4 separate regions of the Mus musculus genome follow, and regions 1, 2 and 4 are each linked to region 3. A link is a contact called in public Hi-C and HiChIP or PLAC-seq data. All regions are on one chromosome and are shown on one strand. The core of a region is the stretch at or near the end of the contact, and the rest is flanking DNA. Distances in the headings are between cores, read along the strand shown. Region 1 holds the start of Syk (spleen tyrosine kinase). Region 2 overlaps Syk (spleen tyrosine kinase). Region 3 has its middle 25 kb from the start of Gm33116. Region 4 overlaps Syk (spleen tyrosine kinase).

Region 1 (2,700 bases), core at 156-2,655, 340 kb after region 3:
TTTTAGAACACAACAAAATCAAACCATATATCCATAACAAAAAAAAGTATCTGGAAAGCGAATAATGGGCTTTTATATAACCTGTGAGTTGATAAAAGTCTCAAAAGAACTCTTAAAATATTTTACCTAGCATACAGATGAGAATTCAAGGCCCTGGAGGATTAGCTCAACAACCGGGTGCACTTGTTGTTCTTGCAGAGGACCCGTGTTCAATTCCCAGCACCCCACTGACAGCTCACACTGTCTGTAACTCCATTCTCAAGGTATCGGCTGTCCTCTTCTGACAACCATAGGTACTAAGCACATGCATGATACACATACACATATGTAGGCAAAATGCTCATATACATAAAATAATGATATTTTTTAAAAAATAAAATATGCTATACCAACATTTTTCAAATGATGCTAAAAGTAGTGCTTAGAAAGAAATCCCGAACACTAGGCCCACTGCTATAACAAAATCCTTGAGACTGAGTGCTTTATAAAGAAAGGGAGTTTAGTTTGGCTCGCAGTTTAGGGCTTAAAAGCCCAAGTTCAGGCTGCCACGTCAGGTGAGCCCCTTACATGGCATGACATCCTGGCAGATGGCACCACATGGTGGAAGGCTGTGATGAATCATGGTTGTGGATGGGACCAAATTGGTGGGATGACCTTGCTTGATAACAATTCACTGTCAAAGTAACTAACTCAGTTCACTGAGACTTAACTTAGTCCTCTGAGATAGCCATTAGTCTTTTCCAAGGCTGGTGCCTCAGTGAACTCGCTCCCTTGTACCTCAGAACCCACCTCTCAAAGGTTATGACACTCGAATGTGCCACACCTTAGCCAAGCTCCCAGCACATGAACCCTGGAGCGGCATACCCAAACCCCGATGATGTAGAAGATAAAGAGAGCTGTGTCAACTCAGTCACCTATAGTTTTAGGCAAGGATGTGCTCTCACTATAGGAAATTAAGTTTTATAAGAATTATCAAGAATTACAGTACATTAAGCCTAGGCCACGATGGTCAAAGGAGGTAACATGGTAAACTCTGAAGCCAAAAATAGGAAACTAAACAAAAATGAAGAAAACCTACTTGGAGCCTTTAAAATGATCAACAGAATTAGTAAATCGTCAAACATGATATACAGTAATATAATGAGAAGAAAAATTGACATACCCTAAGCTTGGCACACAGTTTTAGCCAGGTTGTGTAGCTTAGGTCTAAGAATCAGCGTGACAATCCTGGTCAAGAATCGCCAAGATCCTCCTCCACTGGCAGGTGTTTGTTTGGGATCCCTGCCTTCTGACTGTAACTTCATTTTGACTATGAAATTATCAAGCACCACCCCCCCCCAACACACACACACCCTCTTACTTCTGCTTTCTGGCTTGTCTTGCTTGCTGACACTTTGAGGAAAAGCCACTTCCCTAGTTACAGACACCACTTAACAGCAGGAAACCTCCACTTGCTCTCCTCTGCCTTCTCTCCATTGCAGCCATTCCCATTTTCAAGACTGCCAGTCTGGTCCTTTCAACGTTCCATGCTGCCTGGTGCCCGGGAGCCCAGGCCTTCTGTGACTCCAGGACAGGAAGGTAAGTCAGATCTGTAGCAATCAATAATGGCGACCTCATGGCTCTCTGCACCATGGGTGGGCATTAGAGAGCACGCCAGTATCCGAGTATGTGCTTTCCTGGCCGATACCGTCCCCTGGGCTACATCATGCCCTGGCTGACATTCGTTCATCTTGAGCTATGGAGTTGATAATTACTGCAGTTCTCACATGGCAGAGACATCTTTCTTCCCTGAGCACATAGCCGGTACTTTCTTTAAGCACTGGGGTTAATTCGTGTCTTTAGATACAGCTGTGAAGTCTCGGGAGTAACTCCACTGTAATTTCCTGGAATATTTCATAGTCAGGAATTTCAGAGAAACCAAGATTTCCTTGAGCAGGTGTGACAGGTCCTTTGTGTCGAATGTGGGTCATTTGGTTTCTCTAGAGGCCTTGAGGACCCTGTACATATTGTCCTTGTGAGGTGGGCAGATGGGGAAGTAAAAATAGAGCCTAGACAGCAGCAGCTTCAGCCAGGCCCCCACGGCCTACTGAAATGGAGTTTGTTGGGCACAGCGTTCACTGTGGCCTCAACCCCAGCCACCCAGCTGGGATTCCCTGGGATGGGACTTGGGGTGGGAACCAGAAGAATACTGTCACTTGGCTCTCCACCTATCCTGAGTACTTTGTCCCAAGATGATGGCAGGAAAAATCAGGAGACAGTCTTATCAGGAAATGTCTGCAACTTGGTCGGTTGTTGGTATTTTATGTGTGAGTGTATTTGTGTATATGTACATAGCTGTACATATGGTGTCTGTGTGGTGGAGAGAGAGATGTATATGTATATATGTATGGTGTATGTGTGTGTTGTGTGTATATACACCTGTATGTATGTATGTATGTATGTATGTATGTATGTATGGTGTGTATATATGTGTATATATATATATCTTGATGCGTATGTGTGTGGTGTGTGTGTGTTGTATGCATATATGTATATACCTTTATGTGTATGTGTGTATGGTGTGTGTGTGTGGTATATATATATATATATATATATATATCTTTATGTATATGTGTGTGTGGTATACATATGTATGTGTATATACCTTTATGTGTATGTATTGTGGTGTATGTTGTACTTATATATGTGTATATACCTTTA
Region 2 (2,700 bases), core at 59-2,558, 380 kb after region 3:
CTCTCTTACCTGTAAAAGAGCTCAGTGCTTGGAAGACCAGGAGTTTCATAGTCTCTTCCTGGGCCACCGTAAACAGTCAGGAATTGGAACAATAGTAGCCTCTTAGAATTAGTGGGATATTATCTTTCCCCTCTGCTTTTCTAGAAGACGTGGTATTTTCTTTTTTAAATGTCTAGAGGAATCAAGAAACCTTTTCTAACTTCTTAATTTAGATCCCTGCCTCACACCACAGATGTAATGATAGACCCAACTATGAAAGCCAAAATAGGTGGCTAGAGATGACAGAATGGAGCCTCCCATGTTCCCGGGAGGGCCCAGAGAGGCTTCTAGGGTGATGATAATATCTAAATCCTCCTGTCAGGCCACAGGCTGTGTTCTAGATCACCACACTAGCTGTGTGTACTTTCCTGTGTGTGTGTGTCCCACTAATTCTGTTATTTGACCTAGTGTATTTGTTAGGTGTGTGTGTGTGTGTGTGTGTGTGTGTGTGTGTACGTACATGCATGTGGTTTGGGGATCAAGCTCCAGCCACCAAGCTTGGCAGAGAGTATCTTTACCACCTGAGCCCCCACACGGCCCATTTCCTGAATAGTTCTGTTTTGATTCATCGGTTTGAAGGTTCAACAAAAGAAACAACTTCTCATGCTTGTGGAAATTTTACCACAGGTAATTTTTCAAAGCATACCTAGTTAATGTTTGTTCTTTCTTTTAAGCCACATTTTGCTAGAATACTTTCAAGAGTTCAGCATGATCCATGTGATGTTTTTGTGAGGGAATAAAAAAAAATCCATATTTTCGAAACACATTGAGGCTTGCTTAAAAGTAACCAAGCCCAGTGGGAGAGAAGTGTTTCTTTCTCTTTAACTCTGAGCTTGAACAGAATGTGTGCTTCTGATTGGGCATGTTGTGTACACACCTGTGGCCCCCCAGAGCCCCAGAGGTAGAGACAGGGGGATCAGAAGTTTAAGGTCATCTCCTACTATACAGCTAGTTTCAAGCCACAGTGGATTATGTAAGACCCGGACTCAAAGAAAAAAAAAAAGCAAAGCAATGTATTTTTATTTTTTAAATTCTGGGCCCAGAGGCTCATTTGCAATATCATAAAGAAACTTTGTATTCCTTTATGCATGTAGGCAGAACCTAGCTGGGAAACCACATGACACTGCAGCAGGCTGTATGTGTGTCACAACAGGGGAACTTTGTTGAAGCTGGTTGAATATTTCACAATTCGGGGCTTTCCTCAGCCTGGACCATTCTCCATTGCTGTCCACTACACCGGGGTTCACAGGCAGTGGGGCATGGTTCCTCTGTCTGTAAAAGAACAGCTGTAGAAAGAATCTCTTGTGTACTGTATGGAATCATTACCATCATACAGAGCACCAACCACAAACCAGAGAACAATCCCCGAAGTCCAATTTGGGGAACCAGTGACTGGGCACGCATGTGGGGGTTACTCACAGGAGCTGCGTGTGCCGCTGAGAAGTCTGGGCCTCAGTGTGGATGGTGGCCTCTACAGGATGTAGGGTCCCCTAGATGCCCCCTCTCGGGCTCCTGTTAGCTTTCACAGTCGTATGCTCTAGCACCTCCCAAGACCGTGCGTCTATGTTCAGTTAGGACAGGATCTCACACAGATGACTGGGAAGCGCCGGGGGGAGTTCCAGGAATCAGGGTAACAGTCCAGTGAGCATCTCCACCCCTTCCTTATATGGAGGAGCACCAGCATTTGAAGCTGGTCTTTCTTCTCTCTTGCAAAAGGCATAGCTGATCAGATGGAAAGAGCAGGTGTTATATTCAGAGGACGTTAAAGATGATCTTAAACCAACGATCCTCCTGTATCCACCTCTGGGGCTCTGGGGCTCACAGGTGAGCACCCCCATGGCCGGTCTGAAGCACACGAGTTGTTCAAGCTCAGAGTTAAAGGGAAAGAAACACTTCTCTCCCACTGGGCTTTGTTACTTTTAAGCAAGCCTCAACATGTTTCGAAAATACAGATCTTTTTCAATTTCTCACAAAAATATCACATAGATCGTGTTGAACTCTTGAAAGTATTCTAACAAACTGTGGTTTAAATGAAAGAATAAACATCAGCTATGTGTGATTTGAAAATTTACACCTGCCGGGCAGTTGTGGCACACGCCTTTAATCTCAGCACTTGGGAGGCAGAGGCAGGCGGATTTCTGAGTTGGAAGCCAGCCTGGTCTGCAGAGTGAGTTCCAGGACAGCCAGGGCTACACAGAGAAACCCTGTCTCGAAAAAACAAAAACAAACAAACAAACAAACAAACAAATAAACCCCAAAAGAAAGAAAGAAAGAAAGAAAGAAAGAAAGAAAGAAAGAAGGAAAATTTGCACCTGTGATAAAATTTTCACAAGAAGGAGAAAAATGGTACTAGCTATTTATCTTGATGTGTGTGTGTGTGTGTGTGTGTGTGTGTGTGTGTGTGTGTGCAGGTACTCCTGACACAGCACATATATAGAGGCCAAGGGACAACCCTTGGATGTCACCTCTTACCTTTCACCTTGTTTCAAACCGCCTCTGGGGATTCACTGCTGGCCCCACGAATCTCCATAGATTCTCCCCTAGAAGCCCTGGGGTTGCAGACATCTGCTATCCAACTTTCTGTGGGTTCTGGGGATCTGAACTCTTAACCTCACTCTTGCATGCGCTTTTTACACTGGGTTATCTCCCCAGCCCATGGCC
Region 3 (2,700 bases), core at 197-2,696:
TTAGTTTTATGTAGTTTTGCTTTCTGGAAAAAAAAAATCTCAGTCTTGATTTATATTTTCAAGTTCCATTAAAAAAAGATAAGAGTGAAAAAAATTGAAAGTTCAAAAAACTGCAGATGAAATAAATTACCATTACTCCGGTCATGAGTCTTACTTGAGAACCACGAGTCACAGGTTAGGGGACCAGCGGGTAAACAGTGACATTGGTTGGCCTAAAGCTAGGAAGCTCTGTCAGGAAAGAGACATATTTACTGGAGGAGCCAGAGGCTCAGCTCTTGTGAACCTTGGAGGCTGGAGTGGAGGCTGAAGTAGAGGCTGAGGCTGCCAGAGACTTGTTTGTGAGTGAATGCATCTTGCCCTCATGTCACCGGGCTCAGTTTCCTCATGAGACTCCACGATTTCCCTCCTGGTCATTTCAGAGAGGGGTGAATGCCCTTATTTCAGCTGCATAGATCACATTTTGCTCTGTCTCCCGAGCAGGGGGACGAGCACTTCCGTAGGGAGTCACGGAACACGGAAGGTCTTTGAGGGAAATGGTTCAGCCTTTGTAGGAGCTCTGGGACCTCGGAAGTAAAGCCTTGTGTTTTGCAAACATTTTGTGACCATGATAGAGAAACCTCCATGTAATGGAAGGACCCTGAGCTCCAAATACTCTGCGCTTAGGTGTGCCATCATCCAAAAGCATGTGAATATGCTCCGTCTCCCCCTCCCCCACTGCATCAGTGCAGCCTTCCTCTGCCTCAGAGTGGCTTTACCGCGGGCTTCTGCATCTTCCTTAGTCTTAGATTCTCTGTTGTCTGGCCCATCTCCGGTTTTGTATTAGCTTTCTCCAACAGTCTGACTTCATGGCTCTCATTTGTAAGGGTCATATCCTCAAATTAATTAATCGGTTGATTAATTTTATATGTGTGTGGTAACCTGTGAATGTCTGTCATGGGGCAGGGGGGGGGGGAGTGCCCATGAACTTTTGTGTGTGCATGTGTGTGGAGGACACAGGTTGCCCTCGAGAGCTGTTGAAAAAGGGAGTCACCAACCTTGTGTTCTGAGACAAGGTCTCTCAGTATCCCGGAACTCACCAGGCAGGCTAAGTGGCTGGTCATAGAGTTCCAGCAATCACCCTATCTCCATCTCCTTGGTTTTCCTAGAAAAACCTCAAATTTTGGTTCCCCTTGTACCATTGCCTGAGGCACCAGGGAGGTTTTGGTTATTTTGTTTTGTTTTGTTTTTTGTTTTTTTGCATGAATTATGTGTTATACCCCAAGCAAGCCTTTCATCTAGTAGCCTTGCACCTGGGGGCTGGGGCCAGGCAGACTGCATTTCCGGAGGAGCTCTGCAACACTTCCTGCCTACCCTGTTGTTGTGAACTTAGAAATGCCCCTTACAGGCTCCTGTGTTGGACACTTGGTCCCTCACGCTATTTGTGGAACCCTTAGGAAGTAGAGCCTCGCTGGAGGAGGAAGTGGGTTATAGCAAACGGGTCTTGAGTGTTTCTAGTCTGGCCACAGTTCCTATAGTCTGTTCTCCATTTCCCGACCCACCAGATAGGAGGTGGGGAGTTCCGGTTGAACACAGGGTCACCTGTGGCCAAGCCATTCCCAGCTCGATGGAGGTCTGTAACCCCTCAAACCGTGAGCTAAAATAAGGAAGTCTTCTCTGCCTCAAGTGGCTTCCTGTCTGCTATTTGCTCAAGGCAATCCCTAACCGTATCAATAGCCACCTCCTGCCTGGTGCAGATTGCGTATGAACACCGAGCTGATAGTGATGGAGACTTTAGGCAAGTGTTGGGGGAATGGGGTAGCAGCTAAGATGAGCATCAGGTCAGGCCGAGGACCTCCCGCTACTGCACCAGGCTGTTGATACTCTGGAAGGAAGGTGGGTCGCTTTGCTTTTTGTCTTTGCTGGTAATGATGGATGATATGCTGGTTTTGTTTTTTTCTTTTAAACTTCCACACCGACTTTTCATAAGGCCCAGCCAAGGGCCATTTACCTGGGCTTGTACTGCTCGCTCAGCTACAAATTAGAGCTGCCTTGGAGGTGGGAAGCAGTGTTTATGATCTCCCACGAGACTCTGATTTATTTCCAAGTGGAGAAATACTGGCATCTGAGTTAGTAGAAATGCCTACCAGACTCTGGCAAAAGAATTGCCTCTCTGCCCTGTTTTTCCATGCTGTAAATTTTAACTTCTGTGCCTTCAGCTTCAGATGGATGCTTGAAAGCTGCACTGGGAGCATGGAGAGCCGCTGCCAGAGCTTAGTAGGCAGCAGGACCAGCCTGTGCTTAGACGTCTCCCAGCATCCCCCTAGTCTCTGTCGCCATAGAACACCACAGGTTTGCTCTCTGATTGTGACAGGCCCAGGTGGCAGCTGGAGAAACAAGGAGTGAAGACCTTTGTTCCCGTTCCAGGTCTGTTGCTGAGGCAAACACTCTAAGAAATGTGACTGGGGGAGAAAGAAGTCATTTGACTTGTAACACTGGGTCACAGGCCTCGACTGTAGGGAAGGCAAATAAGGTACAGACTTATAGCTTCACATCCACGGTCAAGAGAAGAGAGAGCAAACCCACGTGTCCTTGCTTGCCTGTCTGCTCATCTGCTGTCACCTAGTGAGTGTCATTTTATATAGTCTAGGAACCCCCACGCAAGGAGTGGTACTGTTCACAAGTCTTCCCACATTAATTAAAAGTTGAAATAGTTCCCCAAAG
Region 4 (2,700 bases), core at 76-2,575, 360 kb after region 3:
CTGCATGAGCTAGGAATTCATATGGTGCACAGACACATGTGCAGGCAAAGCACACAGAGACGTAAAAAAAGAAAAGAGTAAAATGAAGATTATTTTTAGATTATCTTAATCATTTCTCTTTTTAAAAACCTTTTGTTGGTTCTTTGTGACTTTTAAATCATGCTCCCCAATCTCTCTTATCTCCCCCTTCCCTTGTACCCTCCCCCACCCTTTCAAACTCCCTGCCAACAGAGGAAAAAAAGATCTCATGGAAGCTGTAGTATGTCACAGTGTGTCCCAGAGCATACCCTTTTGTTCACACTTCTGTGCTTGCAAATATTCATTGCAATGACTTGTTGGTCTTGTACAAAGCCTCTGGCTTCTGCTACTCTCTTAACACTGGAACCTCACTGGGATTCCTCTCAGATATCCTGGTGTTGCCCTATGTCATGGAGATCCTGTAGCTTTGGATCTATAGGACCAGCCCGGCAGTTCATAGATGGGGTACATGTTGGGATGGGCCATTCAAAGTCCCGAATCTGGGCAGGTATCTTGTGTGTGGCTGTTCTGTGAGTATAATACAAGATGCACAGGTCACTCTGTGTGCCATCTTCCATGCCACGCATGCTAAGACAGACCCGTGTCCTCTCAGTCCTGTCATGAGGTACTCGGCAAGGTCTCTGTGTCACTTCTGTACACACCCCTGCTGGGTGTGAACTCGTGCACAGAGCACACCTCATCCATCTCCACTATCCGTCTTGTTCTTAGTGCTCACTACAGCAAGGAGAAAGCTGAGATGGCCACACAGGAGATCTTGGTAGAAACAGAAGACTGGATCTGTTTATGGTCCAGTGTACAGCAAGTCCTCCATTTTGGGATGGGATGCACTCTTGAATCCCGTGTTAGTAGTAATGCCCTGCTGCCTTCTCTCAGGTGTGAGCCCAGAAGGTTCTGGAAGCCTTCCCCTCTTCTCTTTCCTTCCTCACCCTCTGTTCATTTCCCACCGTAATTTCCCAGCTGCCTGTGGAGGAATGACAGGGAAGACCAAGTCAACGGGAGTAGGCACCAAAGCTCCCTCCTCACTGAAAAGCAAGCACAGCCTACCTGCACTCACACGGTTTGAAGTGCCACTTTGACAGGCCAGACTCTTTACCACATCCTTCATCCTCCGAGGCCCCTTCACACTGAGGAATTCAAGAGTGAATAAAACTTTAGGCCTTCAGCCTGAGCCTACAGGGGCTGCTGACAGAAATGCACAAAGTATAGGAGTCTCTAGGGCAGCTGTGGAGGCAGCAGGCTACCATTGTATTCCTCAGAGCTGTAAATTTCCTATTTGTGCTGTCATCAAGCCAGGAAGTCACTCAACTGCTGTGTGAGCCACAGTTCCTATTTTCTGACTTGTGACATACATTGTGCAAAGAAGAAGAACAAAAAGGAACACAGAAGCAGTTATTCATTCAACAAGAGAGCCGTGTGTCTGAGTAGATAAGCATACATCATCATGCTTTCTACGTCAGGGAAGATGCCAGCCATCCAGGTTCACATGCTACAGAGCCTGTGACACGATAACATGCCACTTCCTGCCATGGTGTCTCATAAAATATGTGTTTATGTATATACATATTCATGAGCATCTATGTTCATGTATGCACGCATGTGTGTGTGTGTGTGTGTGTGTTAGGGAGGGGTCAGAAGTCAACACTCAATGTCTCTCTATAACTTTCCATCCATTCTGGGTGTCTTGGGAGCAAGGACTGGCCTCTTGTCTTCAACAGCTGTAATCTTAACTTGTATAGTGTTGCAACGGGAGGACCTCTCTGAGGACGTCCAAGGGGCTCTGAGAGAGAAAGAGGAGGTTAGCTGAGGAAGGGCATGCCCTAGCCGAAGAAGTATCTGTGAGAGCCTTAGTGACCCAGTATTGCCAGAACATGTTGCATGTGACCAGCTATGGGAAGGGAGGTCCCTATGATGTCGTGGCAACTGTGTTAAAACCCTTACTTTACTTAGTAATGGCTCCAGACGAAGACTAATGATGCCCAAGAGAAGCTGCGCTTATGTGGTACTTAGTTCAGTACCCTCTAGTTTCAAGAATCTGCTGGGAGTCAAGTTAAGTGCTCCCTGTAGATCAATGTCTGCTTTCCTGTTCCACCATCCACAATGTTCCATTGTGAAGATTAACTGGGTCAAGTTCGGAGACAAGCTGGGGACTGTGGTAGACCTGTGCTCCCTACATCCACCGATGTTTCCAATCAACTCTAAAGAACGCCTACCTTCCCCTTGTCCTTCAGAGGAAGTGTGGGCTCCTTACTGCAGCCTCTCCAGCCTGCTTAATGTCTGTTGCCTCTCCTCCCCCATGTCACGTGGGCCTGTCACCATGTTTCTTCTCATATTAACTTTTGTTTGATCTCTGTCTAATCTGTCCTTTTTTTGCTCATTAACTTTTAAAAAATAGTTACATCTTTCAATGTCCAGAAATTAAATTTGGAGTAGGGTTTGTTTACTTTTCACAATTGTTCCTCGGCATTTTTAGGAGCATCTCGTTGGTTGGTTGCTGATTCCTGTTTTGTTTCTTTAAGCGTTCCATGCATCATCGCTAGTTTGTATCCCATCTCATAGTTTTAATACTGAGCATATCCAGGTATACATATAATTTTCCTCCATGTCTCTCTCTTATCCGATGCCTCTTTTATCATAACTCATGTTTACTTACATCTGGGGTGA

What was found. A called contact is a pair of places that touch in the nucleus more often than the background predicts. HiChIP or PLAC-seq counts read pairs in DNA pulled down with a chosen protein or histone mark.
Region 1: a contact with region 3 is called in a Hi-C map of bone marrow-derived macrophages, with 18 read pairs. The contact joins the promoter of Syk here to the enhancer-like site in region 3. A contact is called at or near these places in 22 of 39 promoter capture datasets (the 3T3-L1 cell line, the C10 cell line, the HPC-7 cell line and 15 more), 3 of 15 datasets of contacts at CTCF or cohesin (the NIH/3T3 cell line, embryonic stem cells and stem cell-derived epiblast-like cells), 2 of 484 Hi-C or Micro-C datasets (bone marrow-derived macrophages and embryonic fibroblasts), 18 of 115 datasets of contacts at active chromatin or transcription factors (the 230-238 cell line, bone marrow-derived macrophages, embryonic basal ganglia and 9 more) and 5 of 9 other capture datasets (adipose tissue, embryonic stem cells, liver and 2 more).
Region 2: a contact with region 3 is called in an H3K27ac HiChIP or PLAC-seq map of microglia, with 10 times the contacts expected there. The contact joins two enhancer-like sites. A contact is called at or near these places in 6 of 39 promoter capture datasets (the 3T3-L1 cell line, the C10 cell line, HPC-7-derived erythroid cells and 2 more), 11 of 15 datasets of contacts at CTCF or cohesin (CD8 T cells, the NIH/3T3 cell line, embryonic stem cells and 4 more), 283 of 484 Hi-C or Micro-C datasets (the 3T3-L1 cell line, 3T3-L1-derived adipocytes, the 4T1 cell line and 137 more), 42 of 115 datasets of contacts at active chromatin or transcription factors (the 230-238 cell line, DN3 thymocytes, the HPC-7 cell line and 30 more) and 5 of 9 other capture datasets (adipose tissue, embryonic stem cells, embryonic tail and 2 more).
Region 4: a contact with region 3 is called in a Hi-C map of bone marrow-derived macrophages, with 19 read pairs. The contact joins two enhancer-like sites. A contact is called at or near these places in 6 of 39 promoter capture datasets (the 3T3-L1 cell line, the C10 cell line, HPC-7-derived erythroid cells and 2 more), 11 of 15 datasets of contacts at CTCF or cohesin (CD8 T cells, the NIH/3T3 cell line, embryonic stem cells and 4 more), 274 of 484 Hi-C or Micro-C datasets (the 3T3-L1 cell line, 3T3-L1-derived adipocytes, the 4T1 cell line and 133 more), 41 of 115 datasets of contacts at active chromatin or transcription factors (DN3 thymocytes, the HPC-7 cell line, the NIH/3T3 cell line and 31 more) and 5 of 9 other capture datasets (adipose tissue, embryonic stem cells, embryonic tail and 2 more).

What each region holds. Positions count from the first base shown.
Region 1 is chr13:52,595,477-52,598,176 of GRCm38.p6, forward strand. Syk (spleen tyrosine kinase) reads left to right here and starts at 1,406. Exons shown (of 14, transcript NM_011518.2): 1 at 1,406-1,578.
Region 2 is chr13:52,635,118-52,637,817 of GRCm38.p6, forward strand. All of the region lies in intron 9 of Syk (spleen tyrosine kinase), which reads left to right. Among named protein-coding and RNA genes, the nearest start is that of Syk, 40 kb to the left of the region's middle. Within about 2 kb of position 1,309, at least 65 of the 459 cell types and tissues checked have an H3K27ac peak or open chromatin away from gene starts, as enhancers often do. A contact at or near this core is called in bone marrow-derived macrophages, granulocyte-monocyte progenitors and microglia, where this site is marked.
Region 3 is chr13:52,257,120-52,259,819 of GRCm38.p6, forward strand. No RefSeq gene overlaps it. Among named protein-coding and RNA genes, the nearest start is that of Gm33116, 25 kb to the left of the region's middle. Within about 2 kb of position 1,447, at least 13 of the 459 cell types and tissues checked have an H3K27ac peak or open chromatin away from gene starts, as enhancers often do. A contact at or near this core is called in LSK cells, bone marrow-derived macrophages, granulocyte-monocyte progenitors and 3 more, where this site is marked.
Region 4 is chr13:52,613,841-52,616,540 of GRCm38.p6, forward strand. The region is part of intron 3 of Syk (spleen tyrosine kinase); the gene reads left to right. Among named protein-coding and RNA genes, the nearest start is that of Syk, 18 kb to the left of the region's middle. Within about 2 kb of position 1,326, at least 49 of the 459 cell types and tissues checked have an H3K27ac peak or open chromatin away from gene starts, as enhancers often do. A contact at or near this core is called in LSK cells, bone marrow-derived macrophages, granulocyte-monocyte progenitors and 1 more, where this site is marked.